2 separate regions of the Drosophila melanogaster genome follow, and region 1 is linked to region 2. A link is a contact called in public Hi-C data. All regions are on one chromosome and are shown on one strand. Each heading gives the region's core, a stretch centred on a gene start, on an enhancer-like site or on the middle of the called end of the contact. The rest is flanking DNA. Distances are from core to core; before and after follow the strand shown. Region 1 holds the start of Rubicon (rubicon,). Region 2 holds the start of CG4558.

Region 1 (5,043 bases), core at 883-3,382, 1.8 Mb after region 2:
AGCGTCTTCTATTTCGGTTTCTATTCCTACTTGTGTGTCTGCCGCCTTTGTTTTGCTTCCTTTCAATTGCTTTTGGCCAGAGCAATTTGCATCGCCCTCTGTCTATCCCGGCACCTATCCCTATCCCTATCCCTATTTCTATCGCTATTCCTATTCCCAACCCACATCCATTCTGGCTGCATCCATCTGCATATGTTGCGACTGACACAGCCCATTGTCCGTCATAGTCACCCAATCATCACCTTCATCATCCTCGTCGTGGTCAGGACGATATGTTTGCGGACAGAGGATAATGAGTGTCCCTCGAGTCGGCAATTTGTCTGGGCGCAAAACGAAGAATTATGGCTGCTAAAAGTGAGCCAATATTTAAGGAAAATTAACCCACAATGGAGGACTACTACAAATCGAACACCAAGAGCTGGAAAATGAAATAGACAACTAAAAATGCAATGCAATATAAACGGTGGAGTTGGTCAACGGTCAATTTCTTATCCCTAATTATTTTAGAATAGCAGATGAAATCAAATTGATTACATCCATACTTCATCTTTATTATTCTCCGATGTAGTAAATGAAAACCAAATGTTTGCTTTCTATGTTGCTTGTAAAAATAGTTTAATAGACATCACTAAATTGGGTTACGGACACTATCTTAAGGATTTTGCCCTGCAGAAACGCCCACACAAAATTCAATTAATCCTGTCCTCGTTGGGGAATGCAAAATCTTCGAGAAGATCCTTCCTGTTCTTAGTGAATTAATCCCCGAAATTGCTTAAAACCTTTTGTAAGCTAATAAGCAAATTTGCAGCATACATTCGGGGGCCACTTTGGATTCCCGAATAGGGGGATATCCGGGCGTTTTTCGGGTGAATCGAAATAATTACACAAAGATGCAGGAATAAATGATTCCGGCTGAAGGGATTTTAATTGCTGAATAGGAGAGCTTATCTGGAAAAGTGTTGAGTATAACTGATTGGAAGATTGTGTGCAGAATAAAGAATTGGCAACAAAATGTTAAAGGCGTCTAAAAATACCACTCATTGAGCTAGCATAAAATCAATTAAATGGAGAAACTCTGTGACTTCTTCAAATAAAAAATAAAAACCGTTTCCAAACAATATATGTATGTTTAAACTAAAAGCTTTTAATGCGTCTCTGATTTTTAGACCAAGTCCTGTACTATTAGAATAGAATTTAGCACTCAGAACCAATCAAATATTACCAAAAAATCGCCATTAACTATAAATGCATTATTTACATGGCAACAGAAGAGCACAGAAGAAAAAAAAACATGAGAAAAAAATGCAAATAAAGCGCGTTTATTTTATGGCCAGCAAATCAATCAACTTTATTAATTACAAGTAATTAAAGTTTAATTAAGAGCCCAGTACAGTGCTTCTTCTTGCTTTTGTTTCAAGGTTGCATGTGTGTGCGTGTGTTTATACGATGTGCGCGTGTTTGTGTGTCCGAGTGTGCTTTTGTGTGGAAAATAAATGCAAATATTTATTTGGCAAAAGTCACAAATTGTGGAACGGATGCGGTGGGCGGAGCTGGAAACAAAATGGTGGCAAAAGTAGTGCGATATTGTTGTTGCTGCTGCTGCAATTTTGTTTGTCTGTTTAATTAAAGCAATATGTGGCCTCCAGGAAAGGAATGTTGGGTTAATTGACTCATCACTTATACGACAAACGAAGCACAAACAAACAAACAAACAAGCCAACGAACACACACATAAAGCAGGAGTAAGAAGAAGAAGAAGAAGAGTGTTTCCCAAATCAGCGCAGTCGACGAAGAAGAAAGAAGATGAAACAGTTCAAAAACCATTTAAAGGGCGTGGCCAGCATTTTGACATTTTGGAAAATTCCACACTGCGCAGCTCCATGACGCTCTCGACCAATCAGAAGTGTGGATTCCAAACGCAAAACTACGCCCACACACATAACGGTAATAGTGGGAACAGCAGGTGTTGTTCACAGAGCGACATCTGCCGGCAGCCCAGCAACACTTCCAAGGCCTATTAGCGGATACAAGAGCCGGCGTAGTCATGACACAAACCGCAGCACGCCTGTCTATGCAAACGAAAAACTGCGAAGATTTGGTATCGATTGGCGATGGGCCTCGGACACATCGATTATTATCGAATCAAACAATAACAAAAAAAAATCGCATTAAAAAACAATCAAAACAAGCTGAAGTTACTCGGAATCAATTGAATCGCGCACCGCGAATATGCAACCGCTCCGCCCCCCCGCGCCCCTTTGACAGTGTGCACAGCCATGACCACGCCCCCGCCACCGCCCACGCTCGCATCAGACGCAATTGAAGGCGCGGTGTACGCAGCAGGCGAGGCACTGCATCATCAACATGACCATCCGCAGCAGCAGCAGCAGCAACAACAACAACAGCAGCTAGCGAGGAATTCCCTGCTGGCGGACCTGCGAAGGTCAACGAATTTCTGGTTCCGTGCGGCCAAATCGACGGACGGACTGCAGTTGCTGGCCCAAAGCTGCACTAGAATTTTGCAGCATGGACTGGTGAGTCGCATTTGCCCGTGGAAATCCCGAAAGCATCGCACACACCTCGGCGAATACCCTACACTTAGAGCGAGGCATGTTGATTTGATCATTCATCTTGCACTATGAAACAATAGTTGAATAATTTAAAGATAAATCATCTTAACTCAGCTCAAGTGGTAAATATTTCTACAGAATCAAGTGAACCTAATACCCCAATAACTAATTATAAAGTAGGGGAGTCTCTAAAGTCTATGCAATCAGCTCTTTGCAGTAAGCAATCAAATATGATATAAACATTTACATATGTATTCAAATGAATTTCCCTGAATGTCTGTCCCACATAAAGAGAGTATCAGCTACTCGCTGCGCGCGTGTCGTAGACTTTCCCCATTGTTTTGCAATCGAATTGTATTTATGCAACGCCTCACTCTCCATTCTTATCAGTTGCAGCCCGTGGAACTTCGCCGACTGGCGGACGACTTTGAGTTTCTGCTGGCCAGTGCGGGAAAACAGCAACAGCAGACCAAACCGCAGCCTTATCGACCGGATTACGCCGCCCGAGACAGTGCGTCAATGGTCAACGGAGTCGAGGAGTTTCTCGGCGAGTGGACTACCCGCTGCCTGCGTGCCCGTTGCCTTTCGCAGTGCCTGCAGACGCTGGTCTCCGATCCGGAGCTAATGGAGCTGTACTATCCCAGCGAGGAAGCCTTCCTGCGACGATCCGGTGATGCCACCGCCTTGTTCGTTTGCCTAACGGCTGTCCAGCTCAATCAGAGCGGACTGCTAAGCCAGCTGGAGGTTAGGCATCAGGTGCGCCACCGACGCACTTGCTCACAGCCGAACTTTAGCATATCGCCCAAACTGCAAGCGGTGCCGGAGGAGAGACTGCAGAAACGCATCTTCCTGCGGCGATTGAAGAGCCTACCAAATTTAAGTCAGGAGGACGAGGAGCTGGACGATAGAGCAGCCTTCAGACGGCGTTGCCAAACATTCAGCAGCTCCAGAAGCCACAAGCTGAGGGAGGATCACTTGGATGCCCCATCTACCAGTTCTTGTTCGTCCCACGACAGTCCCAGACGCATTCAGCTGATCAACTGTGATGACATAAAGATCTGGACCGACCAAACGCCCCAGGAAGTGCCAGAGGAGGTGCACGAAAAGTTGCAACAGGCATCCAAAGCGTCCACGTCAGTGGGCGGCTATCTGGGCAGCTTCTTCGGCTCGCCGCCTCTCTATACCAGTTGGTTTCATCGCGGCGTCGGCGACGATCTGAATGCCTCGGGAGATGGTGGTATGTTGGACACCTTCCTGCCCGTGAACGGTCGAAAGCTAAAGAAGCAGCACACCCTCTTCGAGGGCGTCAGCATGCTGGACGAGGCGGCATCCTCCACAGCCTGCATCTCGTCGGCACCATGGGATATTCAAGGATCAGCCGGCGACAGTACCACTTCCACAACAGCGTCCAGTTCTGTGAGCATTACGCCCGGCAGCGATAAGATGGACCAGCAATCGCTGGCCTCCTTCCTGCAAATGTCCCGGCAAACGCACAACAATACACAACTGGAGAAGGAGAACGCTCACTTCAGGATTTCGGAGGCCTGCATTACGGCCATAGAGCACGTCAAGTGGAGCAGGAGACTGGCGACACCAGCGGGTCCGACGAGCCATAATCTGTCGGAGCCGAATTTGATGCCCTATGCAGAGCAGATTCCCGGCGGCGGCATGCAGAATCACAGTGCTGAGGCCGTGGGTCTCCAGCTAATATCCCGCTTCAGTGAGCAGCAGCTACCCCGTTTGGGCCATCTCAAGTGGCTGGTCTCCGAGCAGGAGGCACCGCAACAACTGTTGCCGCTGCCCACGCCGAAACAGGATCATGAGCAGGCCAGTCTGACCAGAGGCACCTCCAGTTGGGCGCCGCCGCGTCAGCAGATCATATTCACCGAACATCCCTCGGAGAGCCGATCCAAGGTGCTGCAAAAGCAGAATCATCGCTGTGCCGGCTGTGGAATGCGGGTGGCCAAGCACCTGCAGCAGCACTTTCGCTACTGCACTTACCTGGGCAAATACCTGTGCACCGGCTGTCATCGCAATCAGATTTCTGCGATTCCCGCGAGGATTCTGCGCTCCTGGGACTTTCGCTGCTATCCAGTCTGCTCATTTGCCTACCGTCTAATCGAGCAGATGTACGCCTTTCCGCTGTTCCACGTCCCAGATCTGAATAGCCAACTGTACAAGCACAAGGAACTGGCGAAGGCGAGAAAGAGGAGGCTGCAACTGCAGGCGGTCAAGGGATTCATAGCCAACTGTCGATTTGCAACGAGGTAAGTGGGACAGTAAAGAAACAAAGCGTTCTATGCAATCACTTCTTTTATGTCTTCCTCTTGTGCAGGGAGCAGTCATTCTTCAATGCCATTCCGGCGCACATTACCCAGGATCCGGACATGTGGTCCATGTGCGATTTCGTTGACGTGCAAAATACCAGCATGAATCGCTCCATCAAGGAGGTGATCGCACTGAGCGAACAGCA
Region 2 (5,401 bases), core at 2,784-5,283:
AGCGCCAACAGTCCGGATGCGGCGGATGCAGTGCAGCGTCTGTCGGCGCTGGAGAAGAAGTTCCAGGCCAGCATACGCGAGCGCGATGCCCTGCGCATCCAAATGAAGAGTCTGCGCGATGAGCTGCAGAACAAGATACCCAGGGATGAGCTAGCCGAATGCAACGAAATGATCGCCGCCCTGCAGTCCGAGGGTGAGAAGCTGTCCAAGGAGATCCTGCAGCAGTCGACGATCATCAAGAAACTGCGCGCCAAGGAGAAGACCTCGGACACGTTGCTGAAGAAGAACGGCGAGCAGATCTCGTTGCTGTCCAGCGAATCGGAGCGCCTCAAGAGATCCCTAGCCGCCAAGGAGGAAATGGAGCGCACGCAAATCGAGGCAGTTTGCCGGATGACGGCGGAGAAGAAGCGCGTGGATGAGGAGAACGCCGAGAGCCGCAGTCGCATCGAAGATCTTCAGTCCAGACTAGCTGCCCTGCAAGCCAGTTTCGACGGCCTAAAGGGAGATCTGCAGAAGCGCACGCGCCTGGAGCAGGACAGTCTGCGTGCCGAGCATCAGGAGTACGTGCAGCAGGTCTCCGATCTGCGCGAGAAACTGCGCCTGGCCGAGCACAGCCTGGCCAGAAGGGAGCAGCAAATGCGCGAGGAGAACCGCCAGCTAATGCGTCGCCTGGAAGCCGCCGAGCTGCGGGCGGAGAGCTCTACTCAAGAGCTGGGTGCCACTACCACGCCGTTGATACGACAGATCGAGTCGCTGCAGCGTACACTGGACCAGCGATCCGCTGCCTGGAACCGCGAGGAGCAGCAGCTCCTCCAGAAACTGGACGACTCACAGGTGCAACTGCGCTCGCTGCAGCAATTGGAATCCGTACAGGGCGAGAAGCAGGAGCTGCTGCGCACCCGTTGCGGCCTGCTGGAGGAGAAGCTGTCCAGTGCGCTAATGGAGGCGGAGGCCGCCAAGATGGCACTGCGTCAGCACGATCTGGAAGCGGCCAACAAGGAAAACGATCACAAAAAGTGCGTGCCATTAAACCTTGTATTGATTTACCCATTTTTAATATCTACCCATGCAAATATATTTCTAAACTAACAGACAATTGAGCCTGCTGCAGGAGGAGATTCAGCAGCAGCAGGAGAGGATTGCGAGTCTGGAGCAATTGTGCCAGCGGCAAAAGGAAGAGGAGGAGCAGCGGAAACAGCCCACGCTGCTGACAGTGAAGGCGGTCAAGGCTAGCAGTGAGTTGCAGCCACAGCTGCAAATGCAGCTGCCGAAATCCCAGGCACCACTGCGCTCCTCACCGCCCCTCAGTTTGGTGGACGACAGTGGTTCCAACGAGGAGGCCCTGGGCGGCATGATCGACTGGCAGGCGGTAATGTCGCCTAATCTTTCAAATGAAGAACCTTCTTAAGTTTCTAATTCACTTTCAAATTCAGGACGACCTCGATTGCGCTTCCAACTCGGGTCGCCAGCAATCGGGCATCATCCAAGGTGTACACCTGAGCTTTCTGGCGGCCAACACAACGACCTTTGAGCACCTGCAGGCTCTGCTCAAGCAGCGCGACGGGGAGCTGACCCACCTGCAGTGGGAAGTGTCGCGCCTGCAAGCAGAGCGAAGCGTTCTCGACGCCGAGATATCCAATCTGACCATCGAGCTGGAAACGGTAGGAGAATAGCCCATCTTGACAAGAGATAATAATGAATACTATTCGTCCAATGGTAGATGAAGGAGAAGCAGCAGATGTACGAGGTAATGGAGAAGGGATACGAGGATCTGCAGCATCGCTACGACGCCCTGCTCCAGATGTACGGCGAGAAGGTGGAGCGCACCGAGGAACTGGAGCTGGATCTGACCGAGCTGAAGGCGGCCTACAAGCTGCAGATCGACGAGCTGCTGGCCGCCCCGCCACCCAATCTGCAACGGCCGTCGAAGCAAACATGATTGCCGGAGCGCAGGATCGTCTCCCTGCCCGAGTTGCCATGTTTGCGACGGACGTGGCCACCGTAACGTTGCCCATCTCCGTCTCCCATTCCCAGTTGTAATGTATTATGCTTTCAATACTAATCGATACGGATCCGGTATGGGGAACCCACTTCCAAGTCCCAATCCACCCAAAACAACAAAAAAAAAACCAACACATGTACATGCGAGTATATATATTACCTATGATTTGCGTATGCTGACACCTTCTAGTTATATTATAAATTGATCGATTGTGATAATTTAATTTATATTTATATATACATAAAGTTATCGTCTATGACTATGTACAAAACTGTTTCTGTTCCGAGCAGTTTGCCAGGCGGTTGTGAAGCAGCCAGCAGAAGCAACAGCCTCTTCCAAATACATCAAATATCATTTAATACAAAGTAATCACAGGGACTCCCGCAGGATGTCCTTAATGGCCTGGGTTAGCGGAAATACAGGTTTCTCGCTGTATTTCAAGTTTGGCATAATGCTGCATGAGTTCTTGAGATCATCGGTGTTCAGCGAGAAGACCATGACGCCACCCAGATTGAGGGATTTCACATAGTTCGCCTTGCAGGCGATACTCGTTTGATTTTCGTACGATATCCACTCCTGCAGAGCGCTCAAATATGGCGAACAGCTCTCGGCATCGTAGGACAAGTTTGGCTTGAAGAACTTGGTGACACACTCACAAGTTTCGGTCAGTGTGGTGAAGCCCAGTTGGCCACATTTACCGTAACCGGAAGCAGGAGCTCCTATGCGATGATTTAAAGGATTAACCAACCTGTTTGGTGGGTGAGGAAGTATAATTAATGAGGGATTCATTCCATAATACATGCAGTTACTAACGTAAATGAGTGGCCGTAGGTGGGCAGACCCACAACCAGTCGCTGTGGCTCCAGACCGCTTTTTAGCCACCACTGAACCGTGTAATTGATGTTGAACGTGGCCATTAGCGAACGTTCCTGCGAGCGGGCATAAAGCGGAGCATTTAAGCCGGTAAATGGTGTATCCTCGCGGTAGAAGTGGAAATCATAGGACATTAGATTTACATAATCTGCGTACAGATTTATCTCTCGGATGTCGTAGGCATAGAAGGCGATTCCCTCGGGAGCAGCCACCGCCAGCGAGAGAATATCATTGGTACGCTTTTCGCGCCGCCACTCCGTTCTAATCTCGTAAAGCAGCTGCGAGAGATGCATTCGCTCACGATCGTAGGCACTCGGAAACTCCCAGTCGAGATCGATGCCATCCAAACTGGGATAGGTGCGCAATATTTCCCGGAGGGAGCGCAGGAACAACTTTCGCATGGCGTGGTTCGCCACCATGAGGGCAAATGACCGCCCACTGTCGGCGCCACCGATCCAGAGAAGCAGGTGAACCTGCGGATGGGCAGCACGAAAGGATCGGGTGTCGTTCTGTAGTACCTGTCTGAGGGTATCGGGAAGGACTATGGTGGCATTATCCAAAGTGGCGGGTCCGATATTGATGTGGGTGCACAGGTCGCCGGGAACATCCAAAAGGCTGAGATTGTGGGTGCCATCGCTTGCGTAGTAGCACACCAACCGCTGCCCCACCTTGTGCACTTCCCCAGTTTGGATGCCGAGTAATCCCAGGCCGATGAACCCGAGGCAAAGGCACAACAAAGAGAACAACAAAGCACTCCAGCAGACCAAAGTTCGCAGGCTGCAATTCCGTTGTTCCTTACGGGACAGCTCATCCGTAATCCTCCCCGCGGAACTGCCATCCAGTTTCTCGTAGTTCCCCATCTTCGCTGATATTAATAACTGTTATCATATCAAACGAAAAACAATAACACAAGGCAAAAACGATCAGGGATGGCGTGCTTCGAAGTATTTAAAACATTCCGTGTTCTAGAGAAGTTTTAGAAATATGTGTTATTATTATAAAAGTATTTATTCTACATAAGCCTCTACGGACTGAACTTAAGATTAGTAGTACAAATATACCAATAGTTAGTTTTAATAAGGCTCCACTTGCTTTATGTCCATTGTATTAAGTGCCTACTGTATTCTAACGCTCCATCCCTAGTTTATCGATAACAACGCTATTGTTAACAAAAACGCCTTCTAACATCGATACCATATCACAAAAAGAAAACAAATAAAATTATAGAAAACAAAAAAAAAAAAGGATGCTATGTTCTAAAAATGTACGTTGAGTGATTTGCGACCAACGGGAAATCCCCCACAAAGACACGACAACGAAATTAGATCGGAAAATCGAGCTCCAACGCATTTGTTTATGTGACCCAAGGAGCGCCATGGCGGATCCGGAGGATTATGATCTGAACTTTGTTCAGCTGAGTCGCCAGCAGGCGCTGCAGCGATATGCGGGTGCAGTGCGTCAGCTGCGCCGGCTGGCTGATCAGCGGTACGGTGTGCGATCCCTTAGCTTCGACAATTATGTGCTGTTTCAGTATTTCCGGCAACGCAATTGGCAAACTGGCGTCACGCCACCCGCCCCCTTAATGGCCTACCTCAAGCTTGAGGTACTGCATCATCTGCTGGACCGACGACGACAGATCCTCTGCTGGCTGTTCTACCTCACGGTGGTGTCGCTCTGCGTGGCCGCCTACCGTTATGAGGTAACCAGCTCCACCGGCGGACATCAGGAGCGCGTTGTCCAGGCCATGGTCTATCCCGGGATGCGCATGTGGCGGCGGATGACCATGCCGCTGATCCAACGATTCCCACAGCTTACCGAACTCTACGACGAGTCCTGCCTGATGGGCAATCCGTTTTTTCAGCTAGAGGATCTGAGCTGCGGACCGTGTGCCGAAGTGGAGACCGTCTGGCTGGAGGGCGAGGAGTGTGCAAATGGTCATCCGCTGGAGTACCATCAGAACCACAAGTGCCATCAGCCGGAGGGATCGCCCATCGCCTTTAGGAGCAACCAGCAGGAGTCCATTGACTTGAGCCACTTCTACAACATCTACGCTAGCAATCATCAGATCTTCCAGCGCGACGCGTATCGGGTGCACTCGACCAACCAGGATGTGCACAATCTTGAGGATCTCTTTGGGCAGTTCAACAGCAGCTGGACCCAGCAGGCGCACAATCTTTGGCGCTGCAATCGCATGCTGCCCGCGCGACTCCTGCGTCCCATTTTCGCCCGGCCAACGCGATTGCCCAGCATGGGCGTGGCCCTGGAGCGTTATGTGGCCATCGATACTGCCCAGGCGCCGGCCTACACATTGCCGGAAACGGAATGCCCCAATGTCTATATACACCAGGCGGTAGGCACGCGGTTCATCATCCTGCGACCCACCAGTGAGTGCCGGCACCGCTGTCGCACCTTGTCTCTGCGACTTACCCAGTCCTTTGTGCGTGAGTATCGTTTCGATTGCTTTTGTTCCGGGGCCAACACATCACATCAGAAGGTTCACTGTTTAAGGATACCTTAGATATACCT

The links. A called contact is a pair of places that touch in the nucleus more often than the background predicts.
Region 1: a contact with region 2 is called in a Hi-C map of the Kc167 cell line, with 2.6 times the contacts expected there. The contact joins the promoter of Rubicon here to the promoter of CG4558 in region 2. A contact is called at or near these places in 2 of 107 Hi-C or Micro-C datasets (the Kc167 cell line and eye imaginal disc) and 1 of 6 datasets of contacts at active chromatin or transcription factors (the Kc167 cell line).

Annotation. Positions count from the first base shown.
Region 1 is chrX:8,674,931-8,679,973 of dm6, forward strand. Rubicon (rubicon,) reads left to right here and starts at 2,133. Exons shown (of 4, transcript NM_001272419.2): 1 at 2,133-2,534; 2 at 2,961-4,837; 3 at 4,906-5,043. The coding sequence starts at 2,277.
Region 2 is chrX:6,845,737-6,851,137 of dm6, forward strand. CG4558 reads left to right here and starts at 4,034. Exons shown (of 1, transcript NM_132134.4): 1 at 4,034-5,401. The coding sequence starts at 4,251. The coding sequence ends at 5,393. Cht11 (Chitinase 11) reads right to left here and starts at 3,781. Exons shown (of 2, transcript NM_132133.3): 1 at 2,816-3,781; 2 at 2,141-2,750. The coding sequence starts at 3,735. The coding sequence ends at 2,372. Tmf (TATA element modulatory factor) reads left to right here. Exons shown (of 5, transcript NM_132132.3): 2 at 1-1,016; 3 at 1,093-1,369; 4 at 1,434-1,661; 5 at 1,721-2,111. The coding sequence ends at 1,939.